Linked DNA regions of Ovis aries: region 1 is linked to region 2. A link is a contact called in public Hi-C data. All regions are on one chromosome and are shown on one strand. The core of a region is the stretch at or near the end of the contact, and the rest is flanking DNA. Distances in the headings are between cores, read along the strand shown.

The links. Hi-C and Micro-C count contacts between places; a contact is called where the count stands out from the background.
Region 1: a Hi-C map of skin fibroblasts shows a contact between it and region 2, with 2.4 times the contacts expected there. The contact joins the promoter of POLI here to the enhancer-like site in region 2. A contact is called at or near these places in 2 of 16 Hi-C or Micro-C datasets (blood and skin fibroblasts).

The regions. Positions count from the first base shown.
Region 1 is chr23:54,025,339-54,030,055 of ARS-UI_Ramb_v3.0, reverse strand. POLI (DNA polymerase iota) reads right to left here and starts at 2,144. Exons shown (of 9, transcript XM_060405283.1): 1 at 1,962-2,144; 2 at 1-36. The coding sequence starts at 2,115.
Region 2 is chr23:53,908,147-53,912,413 of ARS-UI_Ramb_v3.0, reverse strand. No RefSeq gene overlaps it. Among named protein-coding and RNA genes, the nearest start is that of MBD2, 75 kb to the left of the region's middle. Within about 2 kb of position 1,528, at least 3 of the 54 cell types and tissues checked have an H3K27ac peak or open chromatin away from gene starts, as enhancers often do.

The DNA.
Region 1 (4,717 bases), core at 895-3,394, 120 kb before region 2:
ATGAAGAACTTCCTGCTGGTTCCAGCTCATCATGAACTGTGGCACAATATGCAACCAAATGAAAAAAACACATTCAGCCTGTTTATCACCTCTGAGCAACTGCCAGTCCCTTAAAACATGGCAACCAACAAAGAATATAGAGTGATTTTTAAGTTTTTTTCCCCTGGATTTATTACATGTCTCAAAGAATCTAAAACTTACAAGGATATGAAAGAAACTCCACCTACAAGAGAGTCCTCAGGCCTGTTTACTATTTCTTGGTGTATTGCATTTTTCTCAGGATAGTAATAAATTTTAAGGGAAAAAAACCTTTTATCAATAATGGAAGACGCAAGAGGTAATCCTAGGACTTTGAAGTTTATAGGAAAACTTAAAGTAAGTTGGAAAGGGCTGAAAAGTTTGTAAACACAAATCTTCCAACCAACTTAAAAATTATCCTTCCCTGGTGGCTCCTTGTAAGATTTAACCTGCCAACGCAGGAAACTGAAGTGACTTAGCAGCAGCAGCAGGAGACATGGGATCAAACCCCAGGTGGGAAAGATCCCCTGGAGGAGGAAATGGCAACCAGCTCCAGCATTCTTGACTGGAGAATTCCATGCACAGAGGAGCCTGGTGGGCTACAGTCCATTCCATGCAATCACAGAAGAGTCAGACATGACTTAGCGACTAAACAACAACAAAAAATTATTCTAAGTGGCATGTCCTTAAAAAAACAGCCTGAAACACAAAACAGAAGGCAGAATCTATGGGTCCCAGTGGACTATATTTAGCTCCCAAGAGATCAGGATTATTTGGTTCAATGCTGAATAGCCGATACCTAGACTACCAATGGCAACCCACTCCAGTACTCTTGCCTGAAAAATCTCATGGATGGAGGAGCCTGGTAGGCTTCAGTCCGTGGGGTCGCTGAGTCGGACACGACTGAGCAACTTCACTTTCACTTTTCACTTCCATGCTTTGGAGAAGGATATGGCAACCCACTCCAGTGTTCTTGCCTGGAGAATCCCAGGGACGGAGGGAGCCTGGTGGGCTGCCGTCTATGGGGTCGCACAGAGTCGGACACGACTGACGTGACTTAGCAGTAGCAGCAGACTACCAACAAATACTTGCTAAATTTAAAGACTGAGTAAATATTTCCTGGATTTTAAAAAGTAGTTCACATCTTGGTGGAGGGGTCAGAGGGATAAGACAGGAGATTTCAGCTATTAACAGCAGTTAAAAACAAGGCAGGCTAAAATGCCATGTGGTATCCTGGTTTGGAGTTTGGAACAGAAACAAATTAAATGGAAAAAAAAAAAAACCCTGGTAAAATCTGAATAAAGCTTGTCCTTCTGTTAAGAGTATCAATTACTATGCCAACGTTACTTTCTTTTGACAAATGTATCACGGTGACGTAAGCCATTAAAGTCGGTAAAAGTTATCTGTGCATCTCTCTGTAAATCTGCAAGTATTTAATATTTTTAAAGCTTTTTAAAAACGAAGGGCTGGGAGACTGGGAAGGAGAGAGAGCCTTGGCCCCAAACCCCGGGGGTTGGGCCCCGAGGCTGGAAGCGGATCAGCAGAGAGGCGGCCACTTGCAGACCCGGCCGGGTTCGGTTCCGAGCCGGGCGGTCCCTTCCGGGCTGAGGCCGGGCCGCAACCGCTACCAAGTGAGCGACAAGGTTCCCGCTTCCGCAGCCCTGAGGCCCCCGAGGCCCCTTCCGCTTTCGCGGGGCTGTTTGAGGGGAGACGAGCGCAGCCTCCATCACCCCACTGGACGCGCCCGGCCTTCCCCTTCTGGGCGAAGCCGCCCCTCTCGGGGACCGTGGCCTCAGAACACCAAGCGGCGAAGGGCCGCCCTCTCGGCGGAGCCGGGAACACGCCAGGACGCGGGCGGGGAGGGGACGGTCGCTCTCCAACGGCCGCCGCCGCCGCCGCCCGGGGCGCCCGCCCTCGTCGCCCCGCCCCGCCTGCTCATTTACACCAAGGGAGGTCGTCGGGCTCGTCAGGCTCCAGCGCCCCGGGCCAGCCGCCGGGCGCCCCCGCCTCCGCCCGCTCCATGGCCCGAGTCGAGTCCGCTTCCTCGTCGTCGTCGCCGCCGCCTGCCTCCTGGGGCTCCACCCCCCGCTTCTCCATTCCCCCGCGGCGACCGCCCACCGAAAGGCAGCTTCCGGCCGCGGCCGCCCGCGCTCCGCGGGGAGCAGCGGGGCTCGCACCTGCGCAGTGTGCGCTTAGCCGCGGGCTACCTTGATGGTCGCAAGGGCTGCAAATCCTCCTGACTTGCCTCTGGGACTTCTCTCCAGCGTAGCCTTGAAGGAGGGTTTACCATCCCAAACAGCTCTTCCCAGCCCCCGCATGCGGTCTTCGGAGTTACGTTCTTATCACAAGTTTTAAATGTTTATTTTTATGTAGAAGGCAGCTTGTTCTCCCGGTCAACTGTTAGAAATGCTAACCCGGAGATGCTGAAATTTTATGGTGATGGGGGTGGGGGAATCGATGGAAATTATGGTGAGAGCCAGGCGACCTTGTAAACTGATTGTGTTAGTTGCTCAATCGTGTCCGACTCTTCGCAATCCCATGGACTGTAGCCCACCAGGCTCCTCTGTCCATGGGATTCTCCGGGCAAGAATACTGGAATGGGTTGCCATTTCCTTCTCCAACTAATACGATTAGCTAGTATGTTAAAATTGCGTTTTGTTGTTTGACTCAAAGATACTGTGACACTGCTGTATTTAAAGTGGAAAACTTAACGAGGACCTACAGTATAACACAGGGAACTCTGCTCACTGTTAAGTGGCAGCCTGGATGGGAGGAGAGTTTGGGAGAGAACATGTGTATAGGTGTGGCTGAGTCCCTTCACTGTTCACCTAAAACTATCGCAACATTGGTAATTGTCTGTGTGTCTGTGTGCTAAGTCCCTTCAGCCAGCTGACTCTTTGCCACCCTATGAACTGTAGCTGGCCAGGCTCCTCTATCCATGTGATTCTCAGACAAGAATATTGGAGTGTTTGCCAGTTCCTTCTCCAGGGGATCTTCCCAACCCAGGGATCAAACCCACATCTCTTAGGTCTTGTGTGCATGGGCAGGCAGCACTCAGTTCAGTTCAGCTTGGTCAGTTGAATCCCACTTTTTGCCACCCCATGGACTGCAGCACACCAGGCTTCCCTGTCCTTCACCACTCCTGGAGCTTGCTCAAACTCATGTCCATAAAGTCAGTGATGCCATCCAACCATCTCATCTTCTCTTGTCCCCATCTCCTCCTGCCTTCCATATTTCCCAGCTGCTGCTGCTGCTAAGTCACTTCAGTTGTGTCCGACTCTGTGTGACCCCATAGACGGCAGCCCACCAGGCTCCCCCGTCCCTGGGATTCTCCAGGCAAGAACACTGGAGTGGGTTGCCATTTCCTTCTCCAATGCATGAAAGTGAAAAGTGAAAGTGAAGTTGCTCAGTCGTGTCTGACTCTTCGCGACCCCATGGACTGCAGCCTACCAGGCTCCTCTGTCCATGGGATTTTCCAGGCAAGAGTACTGGAGTAGGGTGCCATTGCCTTCTCCGATATTTCCCAGCATCAGGGTGTTTTCCAGTGAGTCAGCTCTTCCCATCAGGTGCCCATAGTATTGGAGTTTCAGCTTCAGCATCAGTCCTTCCAATGAATATTAAGGACTGATATCCCTTAGGATTGACTGGTTTGATCTCTTTGAAGTCAAAGGAACTCTCAAGAGTTTTCTCCAACACCATGGTTAAAAAGCATCAATTATTCAGTGCTCAGCTTTTATTAAAAAAGCTAAGATCATGGCATCTGGTCCCATCATGGCAGATAGATGGGGAAACAGTGGAAACAGTGACAGACTTTATTTTGTGGGGCTCCAAAATCACTGCAGATGGTGACTGCAGCTATGAAATTAAAAGACACTTGTTCCTTGGAAGAAAAATTATGACCAACCTAGACAGCATATTAAAAAGCAGAGACATTACTTTGCCAACAAACTTCCGTCTAGTCAAAGCTATGGTTTTTCCAGTGGTCATGTGATGTGAGAGTTGGACTGTAAAGAAAGCTGAGCACCGAAGAACTGATGCTTTTGAACTGTGGTACTGGAGAAGACTCTTTGAGAGTCCCTTGGACAGCAAGTAGATCCAACCAGTCCACCTTAAAGGAAATCAGTCTTGAATATTCATTGGAAGGACTGATGCTGAAGCTGAAACTCCAATACTTTGGCCACCTGACTAGAAGAACTGACTCATTGGAAAAGACCCTGATGCTGGGAAAGATAGGATGAGATGGTTGAATAGCATCACTGACTCAATGGACATGAGTTTGAGTAAACTTCAGGAGTTGGTAATGGACAGAGAGGCCTGGCGTGCTGCAGTCTATGGGATCACAAAGATTCAGACACAACAGAGCAATTCAGCTGACTGAATTGACAGCTTTTTATAGTCCAACTCTCACATCCATACATGACTAGTGGAAAAACCATAGCTTTTGACCACTATCACCACGTTGGAAGCCCTAAATGGCTATACTCCAGTACAAAATAAAAAGTTTTTAAAAATACCGTTAGATTGTGTACCTGAATTTTTAATCATATGGAATAGGAATTTAATACATGAGCTTTGGCATCTGGTAAAAATCTTAAATGCATCCCTGGTGTCTGAGACAGTAAAGGACCTGCCTACAATGCAGGAGACCTGTGTTCAATCCCTGGGTTGGAAAGATCCCCTGGAGAAAGGAATGGTAAAC
Region 2 (4,267 bases), core at 279-2,778:
TGGGTGATGGACAGGGAAGCCTGGCGTGCAGCAGTTCATGTGGTCACAAAGAGTCGGACACGACTGAGCGAATGAATATGATCAGAGTAGTACATGTATATAATTTGTAAGTAAACGTCTATAAATTGAGAGCTTATGCTTTTGTTTTTTTAAAGGGCTTGAAACAGGAGGGAAGAGGGCAGGCCACAACCTCTGAAAGAATGACATATAGCCCTTGAGGATACCACATAAACTGGTTAGGACCAACTATGTCCAAGATGACAGAAGATTTGACTTCCAGAGGACTTTGAACCTCATTATATGCTCATTGTAATACATCAGCGTCTAGATGACACACCCACCTGCTCCATGACCGTTCTGAGGCTGGTCATAAAAGGCCAAAAAGTGGACCGTGGCCCAATTCCTGAAAATCCCTGCCCCTCCCCTGGAATAGTTGGAATAGTCCTCCCGCTCATTAGCCTGTGAAATTACGCAGCTCAGAAAAACTAACCAGCCCATGTTCTGGGAACTTGCCTTCTGATATGGCCCACGCACTGTGGATGGAGTGTGTTTCTCCCAAGGTCATGCTCACCTGTTGAGAAAAACCACACTATCTGTAGAACGTGGACCTCTCTAAAAATTCCACTTCTTACCTATCACTTTGTCTCACACTGAATTCTTTCTGCCATGAGGCTTAAAGAACCTGAGCTTAAGTCCTGAAATCAGGTGTGTGATCTCATTCAGAAGACAGTGGCTTCGAATCCCAGTCTGGGTTTTGGCTGGGTTCGAGTCCCGGCCCGTGGGTTCGAGTCCCAATCTGAGTTGCAAGGCTTCAGGCTTATGAAAAGGGTTTATTATTAAATTATTCTTATTAAAAGAGGTTTGAGACCAGTACTCCTGGTCTGGGGTTCACATTCCCTGGAGTCAAGGAGCCTGGCAATCTCTTGCCATCAAATACATAAAGCTTTGGGACAATGTACTCCTGGGCTAGTATCCACAGCTTCTGTAAAACAATTCTCAGTAGGGAAATACATTTCACATGCCTGGTATATGGCCTGTATTTCATAGATGGTAACAACCCCTTTCCTCAAAACACACCCTGGGGATTTTTTTGAGATTGGAATCTGCTTTGGTCGGGGAGTTATCTAGAATTTTGCTGACCAGACAGATAACTCTTGAACCTAAAGAGAACCAAGGTGAGGACTTGTGTGTGTCAGCAGGGGAGGTTGGGGGCCAGCTGTCAGAGTGCCTTGTTGCTCACAGCATGACTTATACTCAAGGGCCTTGGATTCAACAATAGCTAGTTGTGTGAAAATAGAAACATTTGGAAACTTAAAGATATGAATAGCAACATGGTAGAAAGTTCTATTTATGATGAGACTGAATGCCTTATTTTAAAGCCTTTCTTTGCTCTGTCTGCCCCCAAAATGTAGAGTCACTTGATAAAATACTGTAAATGAGAAAACCACAAGCTTACAGCTATGACTGTTATTTTTTAAAAATAACACTGTGACTGTTTGGAACAGGCCAGATTTGAGTTGATCAGAAGCTGCTGTAGGATGGATTAGTCACCTAACCCTAAAAATACTTGACACTGGAGGGAAATTGCAGTATTACTCAGAGAGTCAAAAACATACTCAACTTTCCTGGAACTTTCAATTCATTCAGGAAATAGTCACTATCTTTGTTCTTCTTCTTCTTCTTTTTTTTTTTTTGAATGAAATTCCACAGATGTAGAGAACAAACGCATGGGCACTAAGCAGGGACACGAGAGGGGTGGGATGAAGACTGGGATTGGCATATCTACACTACTGATACTATGTATAAAGTAGGCAATGAATGAGAATCTGCCGTGCAGCTCAGGGAACTCGACTCATTGCTCCGTGGTGACCTAAATGGGAAGGAAATCCAGGAAGGCGGGGAACTATCTGTACGTATATCTTCACTTTGCTGTACAGCAGAAACTAGCACAACATTGTAAAGCGATTGTACTCCAATAAAGATTAATTTAAAAAAGTGAAGTCTGGTAGGCTCCCTCACCATATCCTTAAAGACCAATAGAGAGAAAAGAGGAAATACGAGTGAGGGTTAAAGAATGGAGAATAACTGGGAACACTTGAGGACATTCCTGCCTGGCACAGAGACATCTCAGAGGACATTTGGGGAAGAAATAAATGTAACAAGGAAGAAACGTACACTCTCACAAACACGTCCACTTAGTTCTCGTTTATTAATTCAAATGTCTATAGCAGTCTTGGCTCATATCCTCAAATGAAAAGGCAAAAACCTCTTTTTTATTTAACCAAGTGCTGTAGAGCAGACATAGAAGGTTGGCTAATCCAGTAGCCATTCACAGATGTACTGGAACCACCTTTGTGCTTCTAATTAGGCTCTGATACCTGGATCTTCAGCAGCCATTGCTGATAGGTACACACCCAAACTTTATTATTTTTTTCTTTTTCTTTTAATTAGAGGTTAATTACTTTACAATATTGTGGTGGTTTTGCCATACACTCACATGAATCAGCCATGGCACACCCAAACTTTAGACTCAGCTTTGAACACTAATATTCAGCTAATCGCTGGAAGCCCCCGCCAGCTTTCCATCTCATTCTCGTGGTTTCATATGCTGTCAGTCATATGTAGGCTTTTGTGAAGCCCTGTCTGCTTTCCTACAGAGACATCTGTCCGCTCTGTAGGCCTCTGGTTTTTCCAGTTCTGTTCCATTTTGCTGTTTCTGCCAAATCTTATATACCTCTTCAGTTCAGTTCAGTTCAGTCGCTCAGTTGTGTCCGACTCTTTGTGACCTCATGGACCACAGCACGCCAGGCCTCCCTGTCCATCAGCAACTCCCGGAGTTCACTCAGACTCATGCCCATGGAGTCAGTGATGCCATCCAACTATCTCTTCCTCTGTCGTCCCCTTCTCCTCCCACCTTCAATCTTTCCCAGCATTGGGGGCTTTTCCAGTGAGTCAGCGCTTTGCATCAGGTGGCCAAAGTATTGGAGTTTCAGCTTCAGCATCAGTCCTTCCCATGAACACCCAGGACTGGTCTCATTTAGGATGGACTGGTTATTCCTCTTAGATGATCTGATGTTCTTGGTCACATTTACTGTGGGCTTCTACTCTTTTGGACCACGTCTGACTCCTCAGATGACCTCTGGCCCTCAGTCTACACACCTTACCTGAGGATACTCCCAACTAAAAGCCTTCATGAGCTGACACTGTGTATTTGTTTCCTGCTCCTGGGGTAACAAATTACTGCAGTTGTAGAAATTTAAAACAGCGTCCCTTTATCATCTCCTGGTTCTGTGGGTCAGAAATCCTGGCACACTGTGACAAGCTGGTTCTCTGCTCAGAGTCTTACAGTTGAAATGGAGGTGCTGGTTGGCCTGAAATTTTGTCTGGAGGCTCTAGGGGAGATTTGCTCCCAGGTGCACTTGGGTGGTCAGCAGAATTCAGGTGCATGGAGTACAGGACTGAGGTCCCTCTTTCCTTGATGACTGTCAGCCAGGGATTATCCTAAACGTCCAGAGGCCATCCACATTCCCCGGCTCGTGGCTTCCTTCATCTTTAAAGATAACAAAAGGGACTTCCCTGGTGGTACAGTGGTTAATAATCCACCTGCCAATGCAGGGGCATGGATTTGATCCCCGGTCCAGGATGATCCCACATGCCGTGGGACAGATAAACCCACGCACCACAACCGCCGAGCCTGCAAGCCATAGAGACCGCGCTCCACAACCAGAGACGCCACCGCAGTGAGCAGCCAGGCACCGCAGTAGAGAGGAGCCCCTGCTCGCCCCAACCAGAGAAAGGCTGTGCGCAGCAACAAAGACCCAGCGCAGCCAAAATTTTATGAATAACTATTCTTTAAAAGCCAACAAAAGCAGGTCAGATTCATTCTCTGCTGTGAATCTCTCTCATTTCCCTTTTTACCTCATGTCTCCAACTCCAGCCAGAGAAAGTTCTCTGCTTTCATGATTCGATTAGAGTGAGTCCACCCAGATAATCGAGGATGATTTTTTTTCTATTTAAAGGTCTGCGACTTTAATTGCATCTGCTAAGTCCCGTTTGCCATGGAACCTAATCTACTGATGCTCCTAAGAATGACAGCATGGGCATTTTGGAGGGGTCATTCTGTCACACACTGTTAGCTGCAAGGAACAGAAAAGTCAGTCTTAAGTGGCTTGAATAATAAAATATTATGTTAAAGGTATCTAAGAGACAGTCCTCGTGGAGGTCTGCCCAGGGCCGACCATCAGGGCTCCAGCTCTGCTTCTGTGTG